Linked DNA regions of Triticum aestivum: region 2 is linked to region 1. The links are chromatin contacts, called in public Hi-C maps. All regions are on one chromosome and are shown on one strand. Each heading gives the region's core, a stretch centred on a gene start, on an enhancer-like site or on the middle of the called end of the contact. The rest is flanking DNA. Distances are from core to core; before and after follow the strand shown.

Evidence for each region. Hi-C and Micro-C count contacts between places; a contact is called where the count stands out from the background.
Region 2: a contact with region 1 is called in a Hi-C map of leaf, with 4 times the contacts expected there. The contact joins the promoter of LOC123091138 here to the promoter of LOC123094495 in region 1. A contact is called at or near these places in 2 of 5 Hi-C or Micro-C datasets (both in leaf).

The regions. Positions count from the first base shown.
Region 1 is chr4B:80,047,943-80,050,792 of IWGSC CS RefSeq v2.1, forward strand. LOC123094495 reads right to left here and starts at 1,476. Exons shown (of 2, transcript XM_044516486.1): 1 at 1,207-1,476; 2 at 810-1,126. The coding sequence starts at 1,371. The coding sequence ends at 953.
Region 2 is chr4B:80,343,403-80,346,252 of IWGSC CS RefSeq v2.1, forward strand. LOC123091138 reads right to left here and starts at 1,388. Exons shown (of 5, transcript XM_044512542.1): 1 at 1,215-1,388; 2 at 703-1,088; 3 at 572-633; 4 at 395-484; 5 at 1-273. The coding sequence starts at 999. The coding sequence ends at 228.

The sequences.
Region 1 (2,850 bases), core at 226-2,725:
GTCCTCCGATGAGCCTCTCGTCTCCCGCTCGCAAGCTCCAGCTGCTACCGCCCCCGGCGTTCTCCATCGAGCAGTGGCGCCGTCCCCAACCGCTTGAGCCGCCGCGTTGACCCTGCTCCACCTCGCCGCATGGCAGCAGCCGTCCCCGCCGCCGGCATGGGTGCCGCGCCTCACCCGAGCACACGCCCTGGTGAGGCGTCCTTTATTCTCCATAACAACAAACGCATGCAGACTATGGAGGCGTTGATTGGGTGAGGAATTGATGCGGGAATATCCGGTTTGCATGGATCACATACGCCTGGTTGCAAGCATTAGCTATAATGACATCGCTATTAATTAGGGATTGATTGTTGATTTCTTTATCTATTTGGGAGAGAAATTTCTGGTTGAGAGAGAAATTACGGAGGGGAAGTTTTCGTCTGTAGGTGGAGTGGTGGTCAGCCTATTATAATTGCTAACTGCACCCCTGATGACTCATTAGATCAATCCAATATGTTAGATTTCAATGATTTAGAGAATCGGACGGTGCTGATTAATCGGTGTACACTTAACGGGGTGCACGTAAGAAAGTTCTTGTTTGATTGTTTAATAGTAGTGGAGATGCTTATCTCATCCCGAGATTTCCACTGCTGTTTTACAGTGCTTTGATTTTTCCAGGGAGACTTATTTGTTGAGTTTCTGTATGGAAACGAAGAGCGCAACCAGCACATGCCATCATTCACCATTGCACCGACATTCAACTAGTCTGAACGGCTAGAGAGATGCATTGGAGACTCATCAGCTGCAAAACTTAGGCATGTTTGGCTGCCATACACTTGTACACACTGCCATATTTTCATGCCACAAATCTGGGTAATGCCATATATCTTTCTTTCTAGCGGCTAAATTGATCGCTACACTTGTGGTAAAAGCGAGCTAGCTACCAAATAAATCAGTGAAACACGGAGGTAGATTATGCCGGAGGATACGCAGGCTGTGTGCTGAACATGTGAAACACGTTGCCGACACTCAAGGCCATCACTACCAGCAGAAACACCATGAGCGGTCTCGTTTCGGCGTCACCGTAGGCGTTATAGGCTATCCTCATCTGATTCACCATGCACAGCCACACAACGGCCAAGAACCCCTGCAGAATTCAGTTAGTTACACCGCGCAAATTCAGTTTCAGGTAGCACATCGACCGCATCACGACTGGTAGGTAGTTACCTGGAAAAAGCGCCGGCAGCCGGACGTTTCCACGCCCCCATCATCCGCCGGCGACGCCGTGGCGCGTTCTTCGGGTACGCCCTTCTCGACGTCCAGCAGCGGCGCCTCCTCTGTCGCCTCGCAGCTGGACGCGTTGCACGGCGTCGAGGAGATCCACTGTGCCATTGGGGGAAGAGAGACGGCGACGAGCGGGGCTTTACCCTAACTTTTTCCACACACGAGTTTACTCTGGAAACCTAAATCGAATCGCGTGCGAGTTAGTATCGGAGACGTGAGCACCGTGTAAATAATCACTGTATTTCTCAATTAGGGCTTTAAATACGCACGCATGGGAGGAGATAAGAGGCAGCTGGCAGGGCAAACAAGGAAAGTTAAGATGATCAAGTAAGGGGGTGTTTGTTTACATGGACTTTTTTATGTAGGGACTAGAAAAAGTCCCTCTTAAAGACTTTTTAACCTAACAGAAAGTATTATTAGGGATTAAAAAGTTGCTTTTGGGGACTAAATGAAGAAGACTCTCAAGGAGAGTCTTTTTGCGGACTTTTTGAGACTTTTCCAACAATGTCCCTCCCTGCATCCATTGCCCCGCCGCCCCATGGTGTTGTTTTTTGTTATTTTTCTGTATACTAGGGGTAACATGGTTATTTAATAACCTCTAGTGAGAGACTAGAGACTTTTTAGTCCCTGAAAACAAACAGGGTGAGACTTTTTAGGGACTAGAGACTTTTTAGTTGGGACTAGAAAAAGTCCTAGAACTTATGAACCAAACATGACCTAAATCACGCAGAACGTATATAAGGGATAAAAACAGAACCTTGGTTCAGTTTTTTTCTCTCTCTGAACACTGTACAATGGCAGGTACTCATATACACGTACATACATTTACCCAGAAATAAGAACCTAGACAGCCACGAGACGCTCACAGCGATTTGGCACATTCGGTCGTCCATTTTGTTTTCTTGATGCGATCTGGGCCGTCGGATCAAGCCACTGGAGGACTTCGGCCGTTGGATCGAACTGGAGACCCTGTAGCAATGAATAGTTAGCTCCCGCGGTAAAAGATCTTGTGCCACTACGCGTGAATTTGTGCCGCGCCGAGGGTATTTTTGTCTTTTCACGTGTCCGTCCATTGAGTGTTGGTTGCTGGTTGGCCCGTGGTTGGATGAGACGAGGGAGGGCGACTGCTGCCTCTTCGTGCTCCCATTCGCCTCCCACCCCCCTCGCGCATTCATCCTCTCGCCTCCCTCACGCCGCCACCCCTTCCTCCTCACCTCCCTTGTCCCGCCCTCCCAGCCATGTCTCTTCTCTCCATCGCAGGTCGTGAAGCCGCTGCACTCCTAGTTAATTATGCATGTAATTGTTTATTTTGGTGTGTGCAAATGTCATGTATGCACTAACCACCTATGTAATTAGATGTTTAATTTGGTTATGCAATCATGTCCTTATAAGTATATCAGTTTTGTTAAAACATATCTACGATGTGCCATAAGTGCAACTATAAGTTGTTGTTCTGTGGACAGAGCAAATCACATTGCACACGTACCAAATTAGGGAACACGTTGGTGATGATTTCATCAATCGTTGATAATTGTATACCAGCAAGCGTTTGCCCACAACACACACGACTTATTAGCAGCAATCGTC
Region 2 (2,850 bases), core at 138-2,637, 300 kb after region 1:
AGAGGAACCACCCATCCACCCACACCTCTGTTCCGTGTTCCAGCTACAAGCCGGCCGATCTGCCATTCCTTCCTGAACGTTGCCACCAAACAAAGCTAAAAGAGGAAAACTATTACAGAGCTCATTGAGCCCACTCACGGCCTGCAAACCGGGCTAGAACTGTATTAACACTCCTGCCCACTGTTTGAATTATCTCCCACGCTGCATCTTTAAGTGGATCTATGAGGTCAGACATCGGGTGGCACACCATCCTTAATCAGCAGCTTCTGCATGCTGTTCAATACAAACTTAATCAGATGCCAAGGAACAGAAGATGCAAAATTATCCAAAATCTTTTGTAAATAAACAATAAAGAGAACAACAGCCAACCATAGACCGAGATGATTTTACCGACCTCTCGGTTCCTTCCTGTTTTGTAGTTTCATTGGCAGGGTCCCGGGTCCTATAGCTTTGTAGTTTGTTGACTAGCTTTCCCCACGAGGAGCTGACAAAATTGTCAATAAAACTGTTGGAAAATAATAAAGCAAGCAAGAGCTGCAAACAATAATAAATAGACAGATCAAGAGCCCACCAAATAAATGAGCATATCCATGAACCTGCCGATTTGGCGTGCTTGACACAGAAGGAGATAACCTGCATATATAATGGTTAGACTCGTAGAAGAAATTGGTTCAAATGATTTGAGCTATCTCAGTTTATTACCATGGGATCCTCAGTACTACAGCCCCAGTACACAAGAAGCAGCAAACCTCCAACACAAGCACACCCAATAGCCAAAAAAGCACTTGCATGATAGATATAGGTGTCGAAGTGAAGTCCCAGCAACATGAACAGCAATGCGTGGAATGCTCCATGGCCAGCGATGCTCATCGAGTATGGTGCTGACATGGGGAACTTGCAAGCGACCATTCCCAGAATCATCGCCGTAACAGCAGCACAAAAGTATACTGCAGCAAAAGGTGTTAGTCTGGCGTCGTTCTTGTTCAATCTATCTAACATCTCAAGGCCGTCCTTCCAACGAAGGTGGTCAGGCCCGCGGTGATCAGACCATTGTACAGGTCCATTCGTTTCTTCTGCTCAGATTTTTCCTGCAGCTCAATGGGAAATGCAATTAATAATCCCTCATTATCTGACTTGGGTTTCTCATTTTTCTCAAGGAAGTTGGTCCAAACATGAGGTTAGATTAACCAAATGTGTGAAAACTAATTAGTTACCTCATCATCTGGCTTGGGATCCTCTTTTGTGTCAGCAAGGTTGGGGGGTGACGCCATTTTGAACGCTGTAACATTGAGCAACCAATGTGATACATGCCTATTGGTTGATACATGCCTATTGGTTTTGTACACCGAAGGAACGTTGTAGCAAATAGTCCAATAGAAGTGCATCAAAAGTTAGAGTTCATCATCTACTCTTTGGTTGCAAAATTATTTGAAATGTTTGGAATATACAGTATATAGTTTCAGAATCTGAATAAATCTATATTCTGTTGCTCCAGGTTATCAATCAAACAAGAATCATGCCGTGGTTTTTAGGCCAAAGCAGGCACTCTATACCAATCCAATTCGGGTAATGAGAAGTAAATAAAGTATATACAGATGAGTAGTGTTATAAAAGTAGGAGCAAAGCTCCCAAAATCATACACGTAGCTAGCAGGAGTGTATCGATTCCCATGAGCACGTCCTTCCATGTACATACACACCATCACCATGGAAATCATTGGATTAGGCGCACTAAAGGCAGAGATGACACGGAGCGTTCATGACTCATGAGGACACCATAAAATTTCCTCGTGCTTTTGGCATCAGGCCCGAAACGTGATCAATCCGCTCACCATCATCAAGCACTGGCGTGATGGCGTGGTTCCTGGCAATGTGCTCATTCGTTTCGAGCTTAGCTATGCGTATTGTTTCTGACGGCCAGATATGGCTCGCCTGGTTCTCAAATCAATCAACCCAACAGGCGGAAGGAAATTCGGTTCATAGACAAACACGCTAGAATTGTGTGACGAGCGACAAACGCACTAGAATTCGGACCGATTTCGGCGCTCGTCCGATAAACTGTGAGAAATCGAAATGCACTTGAGAATATGTGACAGCGCTGCGCCCAAAGCCTAGGAGAAGTTGCAACACCCTGTGCTGAAACCGGTCCAAATCAATCGACATGGCAGAAGAGGAGGGGGGGGGGGGGGGGGGGGGGGGGGGGGGGGGGGGGGGGGGGGGGGCAGGTGCGCGATACCTTGGCGCCCTCAGCGAAGGGGAGAGGAGAGGCGGGCTCGGCTCGACTCGTCCGCAGCAAGCGCTCCTTGCTTTGGTTCTAGAACATTCCAGAAGCCCGAAGAAGGTGAGAGGATGAGGTCGAAAAGGGAGAAGGGAACGAAGGCGGGTCAGGCGCGCGATACCTTCGGGCTCGATCGTCGGCCTCAGCGAAGGGTAGAGGGGCGGTGCCGGTGAAGCTCGGGCTGGGCTCGGCTCGACTGATCTCCGCAGCGAGCGCTCCTCCTTCTAGAACATTCGAGAAGCCAGCAGAAGGTTAGGCGAGAGCACGGGGTTGAAGGAAGAGAAGAGAAATGGAGGGGATTAAGCTAAACCCTGCTTGCCTGCGTGTTGCGGGGTGAGGAAGACGGAGCCGAGCCAGCGTGCCAAATGCCGGTGCTCCGGTTTATATGCGCCTCGGCCTCGGCGCGGCGATCACCGAAACGACGACCTACGCTGACAGGTGGGCCTCGCTATTTTTCTTTCTTTCTTGCGGCTTCCTTCTTCCTCCACGGCGAAGGGAGCACGCGCGGCGGGGCGGGGCGGGGCGACTAGCCGAGCAGGTGGGGAGCTTACTCAGAGGGGCTGACGGGTGGGC